Linked DNA regions of Capra hircus: region 2 is linked to region 1. Evidence: chromatin contacts called from public Hi-C data. All regions are on one chromosome and are shown on one strand. The core of a region is the stretch at or near the end of the contact, and the rest is flanking DNA. Distances in the headings are between cores, read along the strand shown.

Region 1 (4,464 bases), core at 1,692-4,191:
AGGGATGGAGGCATGGCTGGGGCCAGAAACCACCCTCCAATGCCTCCTCCGCAGCCGCCAAGAATCCCGAAGCGAGCACCTCTCCTGTCATCCCTGGAGTCTCCAGGAAATACACACCCAACACTTGTTTAGAGATCCAGGAGCCCAGAGGATACAGCAGGAGGGGGAGAACACAGAGGGCTCTCCTGGGAAGAGCCTCGGGGCCTCACTGATGTAACCCCATTCGTGGCACAGATGGAAAAACGGAGATAAGAGACCCCTCTGATTCACGGCACTGGCCAGGGAGAGCACCCCAACAGTGGAGGGGCTCCATAGCGGGCAGAGTTCGGGCCGGTGGATCTGAGCTGGATGGGCTCTAACCAGGTGTCCTGAGCCACTCGAGGGAAAGAACACAGCCTCTGCTTTGCTGTCCCCACTCAAAACCAGCTTGTCCCCACTTCACAGACAGGGACAGGCACACACAGCAATCTCAGCCCTGGTATGTTTCAAGAATTCTCTTCTTTTGCCTGGACTAACTAGCAGTAGGCCCTCACAAGCCTCTGCAACCACCTGCTCGTACGTGGATACAACAGCCCCTAAGAGAGTTGAGTTTTTCCACCTCACACAGCAGAGATGAGCCCCACTGCCAACAGACCAAGTTCAGAGCCTTCTTGATCTAGCCCCAAAGGCCTTCCTCAACCTGCCTCTCCATCATGCCCTCTGCTCCCACTGCACGCTCATTTCCTGGGTAAACTCTGGCTTTCCAGCCACCAGGCCTTTGCTATTCTCACGGAAGGAGCCCTTGCCACCCGTCATGGCTCATTGTCCAAACACTACGCAGTCTTCAGGACCTTTTCCCAATGCAACCTCATCCAAAATGATTCTCTGAGCCCGCAGGGCCTTCCGCACAATCCCACCTCCCACTGACAACATTCATCATCATTGTGATTTCTTGAGCACCTATTATGTTAAGTCCTAGGAACTTTCCATGGGGTATCTTTTTTAATCTCTCAAAGTAGGTTTTACGCTTATTTAACCTGTATGAAGAATACATCATGTGACATGCCGGGCTGAATGAAGCACAAACTGGAATCAAGATTGCAAGGAGAAATATCAATAACCTCAGATATGCAGGTCAGGAAGCAACAGTTAGAACTGGACATGGAACAACAGACTGGTTCCAAATAGGAAAAGGAGTACGTCAAGGCTGTATATTGTCACCCTGCTTATTTAACTTACATGCAGAGTACATCGTGAGAAACGCTGGGCTGGAAGAAGCACAAGCTAGAATCAAGATTGCCGGAAGAAATATCAATAACCTCAGATATGCAGATGACACCACCCTTATGGCAGAAAGTGAAGAGGAACTAAAGAGCCTCTTGAAAGTGAAAGAGGAGAGTGAAAAAGTTGGCTTAAAGCTCAACATTCAGAAAACAAAGATCATGGCATCTGGTCCCATCACTTCATGGGAAATAGATGGGGAAACAGAGGAAACAGTGTTAGACTTTATTTTTGGGGGCTCCAAAATCACTGCAGATGGTGATTGCAGCCATGAAATTAAAAGACGCTTACTCCTTGGAAGGAAAGTTATGACCAACCTAGACAGCATATTAAAAAGCAGAGATATTACTTTGCCAACAAAGGTCCATCTAGTCAAGGCTATGGTTTTTCCAGTGGTCATGTATGGATGTGAGAGTTGGACTGTGAAGACAGCTGAGTGCTGAAGAATTGATGCTTTTGAACTGTGGTGTTGGAGAAGACTCTTGAGAGTCCCTTGGACTGTAAGGAGATCCAACCAGTCCATTCTAAAGGAGATCAGTCCTGGGTGTTCTTTGGAAGGAATGATGCTAAAGCTGAAACTCCATTACTCTGGCCACCTCATGCGAAGAGTTGACATATTGGAAAAGACTTTGATGTTGGGAGGGATTAGGGGCAGGAGGAGAAGGGGACAACAGACGATGAGATGGTTGGATGGTATCACCAACGCAATGAATGTGAGTTTGAGTAGGCTCCAGGAGTTGGTGATGAACAGGGAGTCCTGGGATGCCGCAGTCCATGGGGTTGCAAAGAGTCAGACATGACTGAACGGCTGAACAACAACAACAAAAGTTTTATCATGTCCATCTGATAGATGCAGAAATAGGCCCCGAGAAGTTAAGTTACTTGCCCAAGATCACACAGCTAGCATGGGAGCAGAGACAAGATTCAAACCCAGGCAGTCTGGTCAGAGAGCTTTATCCCTGAGCTCTACAGGTCCTCCAAGGATGCCATAGTCTTTCTCAAATAGGGAGTGGGGATGTGACTCTGCCTTGGAGAGCAAGCCTTCTTTGGAGGCTGGTGGGGCTGGATAATGAGGTGCAGTGGACGTTGTGTGTTTTGGTGAGCACTGTTTGTATTGCACTGTTGTGTACACACACACACACACACACTCAAGCTAATGGCGAGCATATGCTTTACTTCACTATATGAAAACATTCCTCCAAGGAGCTCCCTGCTCATTAGCAGCAGTTCCATCAGTGAGCAAAAGGTCAGCCCAGGAGACTGTCCGCTCTATTTCCAGACGCAAGCACTTAGGGCTTAATGATGTGTATGTTTTCATATGTGGGCAGTTGACATTCCTCATGTACACTGTTTGCAATTTCTCAATGTGGACAGACCTGGTTTTCAGGAAAAGCTGAGCAAGAGAGGCAAGACACTCTGGAAGACAGGGGTCTCAATGGGTCCCCTTCCTTCCAAACAGGTGGCTTCTGGCAGCGGGGGGCGGGGGGGGGGGAGAGGGGAGGTGGGGGGGTGTTGCCTGTCCCACCCATACCAGGTTGGAGGCAACTGTTTGTTGGAAGGCCAACTCACTTCTCCTCCAGGACAGGAACCAGGGAGGGGCACTCCCACAGCCATACCCTGGCCGCCCCTTGACCCTTGATGAAGAGATCTACGTCAATGGTGGGAAGCTCTGCACACAGGGCTGCCCAGGCCCAGCCGTGGGCGGGGGCAGGGGTGGGAATCACCCTCTAGCAGAGCCAGGGTCATAGGCATTGTGGGCGCCTAAGGAGAGGGGCTGGCTGATAGCCACTGGCCCCTCCAGGTGACTTTTCCCACAAATTCATACTTCCCATCACTTCCCAGAACGATGCCCTAGGTGGGGCTCGTGGATGCTGAGCCTTAGGGAGCTCTTCAAGGGGCAGAAATGTTGTTTATTCCTGTCTCATCTGAACTTGAGTAAAGCACTTGGCGAGCGGCTAGGACTCTACATGCCCGTAGACGGAACAGTTCATAAACAGATGACCTGAGGTTCAAATCCAGGCCTGTGCAGCTCCAAAACCTGCCATCTCTCCACTCTGCTTTGCTGAAATGAACTTACAATGTGCACTAAACAGTCAGTGCTTGATACATTTGTTCACCAAATGTGTATGCACATGTTCATTCAAAGAAGAAATGCCTTCATGAGGTCATCTGGTCTACCTCCTGCCTTTGAGCCAACTGGGTCAATCAGTTCTTTGAGATTTTCTTAGTTACAACCAGTTGGAGTGTTTGTTTGGGGTGGAAACTATGGACTGGAGGCTTGAGGGTGGCTGGGGGTGGGGAAACTGGAACTGCCTTGGGAGAAGCACCCTGGGGCCATGGGTTCCTGAGCCCATGAAGAGCCATGTCTCTCTGATGGTTTCATTTAACTCTATCCCCCCCCGCCCCCACTTCCAGTAAATTCCTCCTTTGAACAACTGGGAGATAAGTATCTGCCACCTGCCACCAATACTCCAGGCAAATTCACCATATGTAAAATCAGGAGCTGGGCCTGGTGGTGAGGACCCTCCAAAGTCTCCCCCTCCCCTCCCTCTTCTCTCCCCCCACTCAAGTTGGCTGGTTCCAAGTTCCATAAAAACTAACTTAGCCCAGCCTGCCTGACACTAGGAACAGGAATTGGGTGAAGAAAGCAGGACGGGAAGGAGGTGGGCAAAGCAGGGCCCAGTCCAACCCCCAAATCCTGGCTGGAAGTGAAACCTGCTTGTACAATCACAACCGGCAGACAACGGAGCGCGTTTGCCGATCGGCAGCCTTGGACAACGTTTCACTCCAGGGTTGATTTAAGGTCTGGCTGACAGGAAGAGAAAGCCCCATTCTTCCTCCTTTTAATCAAAACCTTCAGTGCCATGTGGGGAAGCCAGGGGCCGCAGAACCTGGGTCCACCTGGAATAGTTCGTCTTCCACACCTGCCAGGCAGCAGGCACAAACCAACGAGCCCCAGACAAGAACAGAACCAAAGGGAAAGGCAGAGTTTGGTTATCTTGGTCGTTGGGAAAGTGAACCAGCCCAGCCAAGCGCTCTCAAGCAAAGGGGCTGTGAGACTATGGCTCCCGGGCCTGACTAGGCCAGACGACTCCATCCTGTGGCTCTCGGCCCAGACACGAGCTCCTCCCCGGGTGTCCACGTGGGCAACGAGGCTGCTGGACCACGTGGCCTGAGCACCATGCCAGATGCAGCCCCTGAGGG
Region 2 (4,687 bases), core at 1,737-4,236, 190 kb after region 1:
AAGTGTGTCTGTCTTTCTTCAAGGCCTGTTTCTCTATTGTTTGGGACAAATGTGACTTTTACTTGAAAGCCACATTTTAAATTGTTTACAATCTATTTTGTTAACTGAACTAAATTAAATTTCGCATTCACAAACCATATTTCTCATTTATAACCACTCACAAGAATCTTCAAGGAAGAAGTGGTTTTAAACATTGTAAACAATTCAGATTTTTAAAGATACAACAAATTTTATGTTAAAGCTTTCATTATACTGACTGGAACTTTCATTTCTGAATATGCGGGTAATGTGGTTACTAGGAGAATTATTTAATTGAAAAGAATGACTTCAACTATGTAAGAATTGAGAAGAGAAAAATAAATAGCTTTTATTTCTAAAAGCTTCTACAGTAATTAGAATATATATGCTCAAATCTTTAATAAAGACCCAGTGAGAAGAAAGTGGAAGCACTTAAAATCGTGGATTCTCTTTAGACATAAAAGAGAAAGAGGGGGAGAAATGCAGATTTCAAAATGAAGTTTCCACGTAAGTAATTAGTTTTTCTCATTCAGGTGTCAGTTTCTCCGTATTCTTACGGGGAAGGCCCCCTCCATTTCAAAGGAATTTCAGGAGCTATTTTCTCACCCTGAGATGACTACCAAACTCTCAAAGAGAAATTGAAAAGACTTTAAAAGGAAAAGGAAGTAAAAGACACATTCTTGAGAACTTTTTAATCACTGTAATTCGGTCATTCCATATAAGCCTCCAGACTGTAGCTCTCTTTTCCAAGGCTCTAAAAAACCCAATTTGTTAACCTGACAGACAAAATTACCAAGCGGTGCATTCATTTCAGTGAAAAAATCTGGGGAGACCAAACTGGGGGAGAAAATTAATAATACTCTGCCCAGTCCAAGCAAAACATTTTAAAAGAAGCAATCAAATGCTAAGGAAAAAAAAAAAAAAAAGCAAGCTCTAGGCAAATAAGTGTAGAGCAGCAGAAGTAGGCAGCAGAATTCCCCGGGCAACAGGAGAAACCAGTGAAACTTGCAAAGCCTCCAGTATCGTCACATCCAATGATTTCCCAGGAAAAAATTTCAGAATGGAGAGGGAAAAGTTTCCCAGCCCCCGAGCCCTCAGGTGAACAACCACATTCCACCACTAGGTGGCGGCTGCAAAGGCTGTGAGCCGGGGGCTGTTCTCTCCGCTTTTTCCCCCTCCAGGACTCACTGCCCTGTTCAGGAGACAGCCCACGAGCCTCTTGGTCCAATTTGCTAAAAATTTTGGGTTAGGAAAAAAGAAAATACTCGGGCTTTAGAAACTGAAGTCACCAGGAACAGCCTCTGTTAAAAGTCTGTTCACACCAAAGCTCTGGGCAATGGGAAGAACAGACCTGCACATTTCCAATTCGGCTGGAGTTTCCGAAGCAAACCTTCCAGGCTGCTGCTTTGGAGACAAACGAAGCTGAAATTACGACATGAGCTGTTGAGTTGTGCATCACTTACTCACACCCCGTGTACAGTGCCACAAGGTGATGGAATCGGCTGGATCAACATGAACAGTTTTACTGCTGGCCAGCAAAGTCTTCCTTCATTCATCAGAGTGTGTGAATGAAAAATATTAAGAAGTAAATAGGGCGTTTTCGTGGACTGCTCGCCTTGTACTCTTCTGAAGTCAAGACCTTACCGAGACTGCATTCGACCTTGGGTGTCAAATAAAGCCTCCTCCCATGAAAGGGAAAACCACTTCCCTTTTCATAAAAAGGCTGCACCCAGAGCTCAAATCTTGGCAAAAGAAATGTTACATAAATTCCAGGTGTTCCTAAATATGTATGCTTACCCGCACAGAATCATTTTAGGAAGCATCTTAAGTTTCTGGGCCACTTTCTCTCTCACCCCTTCCCTCTCTCCATCTCAAGGAAGAGTCAAAAAGTGCGTTTATAGTCTCGACTTAGCTTCTTACCCACTCCATTTAGACGATATTTCCTGCTAACCTAATGCAGAAAATCTAATAATTTGCATCCAAAACACATCTAAGCAATGGCACACTTACCTTTCTTTTCTTAATTAAGCCAAAACCCAAAAAAATCCACTTAATCTCTCCCTCCTCAATGGGGGGGAAAACCACCCCTGAAATCATGTATTCTTTTCTACATGATTTGCACAACCATCCTCTCGTTCTGTGAACAGGCTAATTCCTCAACATCTTACTTTGCCTTTAAAAGGCTTCCTTCCACACGACGGGATTTCCCTAAGAAACATTCCCAGCGGATGGTTTCCAGCAATAACCTATATCAACTCAGCCGGCGCCCCTCCACCCCCAACACACACACACACACACACACACACACACACACGAATTCACTCACAGAACCATCCCGGGCCGACTCGGAAAAGCTGTTTGATTTGCATGTTTGCCCATCTCTTCCTGAATGAATGCCTTTCCAACTGACCTTTCAACAGCTGCCGAGAAGGCACGGCACGGTAAGGTTAGAGCTGGAAACTAGGGAATCTGTTTTAGCATCCTAATCCTTGCAACCTCGAGGTGACGTTTCCCCTTCTCTGCCCAAGTCCAGGTTCCCCGAGCACAAGGGCAGGAACCGTGAAGCGTTTGCCGAGCACTCTCCGAGGTGCCCTGCTCCCGACCTAACTCACTGCGGGCATCCCGCAACCCGCCCGATACCCCGGCTCGTGGCGAAGGCGCCAGGCACGCACCCGCCCTGCCTCTTACCTTCCCTGGCTTTCAGCAAGACCGTGTTGGCCACGATGTTTTCCAGCTCCATTGACAGTCGGCGGTCAGCGAGGGAGCCGGCCGGCGGGGCTGTCAGCGCCTGACGGTGCTGCCGCTGCTGCTGCTGCCGCTGCTTGGGCTGCTGCCGCTGCTTGCCGGAGCCGGGAGCGAGCAGCCCGCCTAGCCTACCGCATTATTCTTTGCTCTTATCCCTCGGAGTTTCCACCTCTGCAAAGAGGAGCCGCCGCCGCCGCTTCTTCCTCCCTCTGTGTCCCCCCTCCCCCCCTCCCTCAACAGTTTCCCCCCCACCCCCCACCCTGCGCGCTGCTCTGTCACTCCATTCTCCTCCCCTCGGGCTCCCGCGGATGCTTTAATGCTTCGGATGCTTCTGCCTCCCCTCTGTCGGTCCCGGGGGTGTGGTACTCGCAGGCTGGGGCGGCCTCACTGCGCAGGCGCTGGGCCGAGCCACGCCTCCCGCTCCGGCCCTCGCGGCGCGGGGCCTGCTGGGACTTGTAGTTCGGCCCGGCGCGCTGGGCTGGGGCCGGGACTGGCGCGCGGCTGCGGGAATCCGAGAACCGCCCCGGGACGTGCCTTCGGAGGGAAGGCGGTGGGGCGTGCAGCGAGCGAGTCAAAGGCGGCTCGGCGGAGCTGAAGCTCCCCTCCCCCCAACTCCAGTCCTGGGGCCCGTTCTCGCATATCCATGCCGGGGGAGGAGGGGTGGTCCCGCTCGCCCGCTTCCCGCCCTGCCGAATGCCCAGAAAGCGAAGTGCACGGGCCACGGCGAGGGCGGGGCGAAGCGTTGCGTCCGGGCAGGAGCTGGTGGCGGTTCTGGCCCCCCGCGTGGCGTGCTCGGGATGGAAGGGAGGTCAGGCCGGCCGGGCCTGCACCCCGGCTTTCTCCGGGGCACGCCAAGCCCACGTGGGCAGGGGGCTGCAGCCCAAAGGCGGCCAGGCATGCCCGCGGGCCCCGCACGCGGCGGCCGGCCGAGGTGCTGCCGTCGCACACGCGCTCGGTGGATGACAAAGGTGTACTTTGTTTTTCGTCCGAGGGCGCGAAGGGGGATCCGCGAGTCGGCGGCGACTCGGCGCTGGCGGCAGCATCGGTACCCGCGCAGCCTGAGCGCCCCTCGGCGGCCGCGGGATGGAAGCGCGGCGGTGGGGCCACGCGGACGACGGGTCCACCCCCAGGTTTCTCTGCGCCCCGGGACACCCGTCTGCGACTCCGGGGATCCCGGCGTGGGATGCGGACCGGTTCTACTAATAACCTGCCTTCCACCACACGGGACCGCGAATCAAGAATCTTCATTCCAACCCAACTGATTGATATTAATAAAAACGCAGACTGAATCGCCGGGGTCAGAAACATGAGTAGGTTAACAGCACCAAGTCTGTGTTAGACATTCGTTTTCCAAGTCCAGGCTTATTCATCTTGGGGCTCTTAGTGCCTTTCCACTGTATGCTCAGAACGTCGGGCCCCAGATCTGTGCTCAGCGTCGCCTCCTTGCTGCCTCCGAAGGCCTGGCCCGGGGGAAACGGGCGGTGGGGCACTCCGGACCTGCGACAAACGTTCTATCTGGGAAAAGGGCGGGCTGACCCCCAAAAACTGAGGTCTTTGCCTTTTGCGCACCCTGCGGGCGGGATATCCGTGCGGAAGCCGGCTCTGGACCTTCTCTGCCCAAAAAAAGGAAACCTTCCACCCCTCAGGGCTGCCAGGAAGTGGCAGGGAGGTGCAGAGAGAAACGGAGAACAATTACTATGCATTGGAGAATATAAAGAAATTAATAGACTTTTTCAGGCCTTGGAAACTAGGGTGGTCGCTGATTCTAACAGCTCAGGATTGTCTTTTTTCCTGATGGAGTGTATCCATCATCACCACTCCCTAGTGTCCAGTCCTGGGGCCCGTTCTCGCATATCCTACTCTTCCTGAATCAAACCCATTTTTCAAGAGTCAGTGGGTCTCCCTGGACCTCACTTGTCTGCGA

What was found. Hi-C and Micro-C count contacts between places; a contact is called where the count stands out from the background.
Region 2: a contact with region 1 is called in a Hi-C map of blood, with 4 times the contacts expected there. The contact joins the promoter of GRK5 here to the enhancer-like site in region 1. A contact is called at or near these places in 2 of 5 Hi-C or Micro-C datasets (both in blood).

What each region holds. Positions count from the first base shown.
Region 1 is chr26:12,433,695-12,438,158 of ARS1.2, forward strand. The region is part of intron 4 of GRK5 (G protein-coupled receptor kinase 5); the gene reads right to left. Among named protein-coding and RNA genes, the nearest start is that of TRNAY-GUA, 4.2 kb to the left of the region's middle. Within about 2 kb of position 2,942, at least 1 of the 5 cell types and tissues checked has an H3K27ac peak or open chromatin away from gene starts, as enhancers often do.
Region 2 is chr26:12,625,623-12,630,309 of ARS1.2, forward strand. It overlaps GRK5 (G protein-coupled receptor kinase 5), which reads right to left and starts at 2,987. Exons shown (of 17, transcript XM_005698535.3): 1 at 2,707-2,987. The coding sequence starts at 2,758.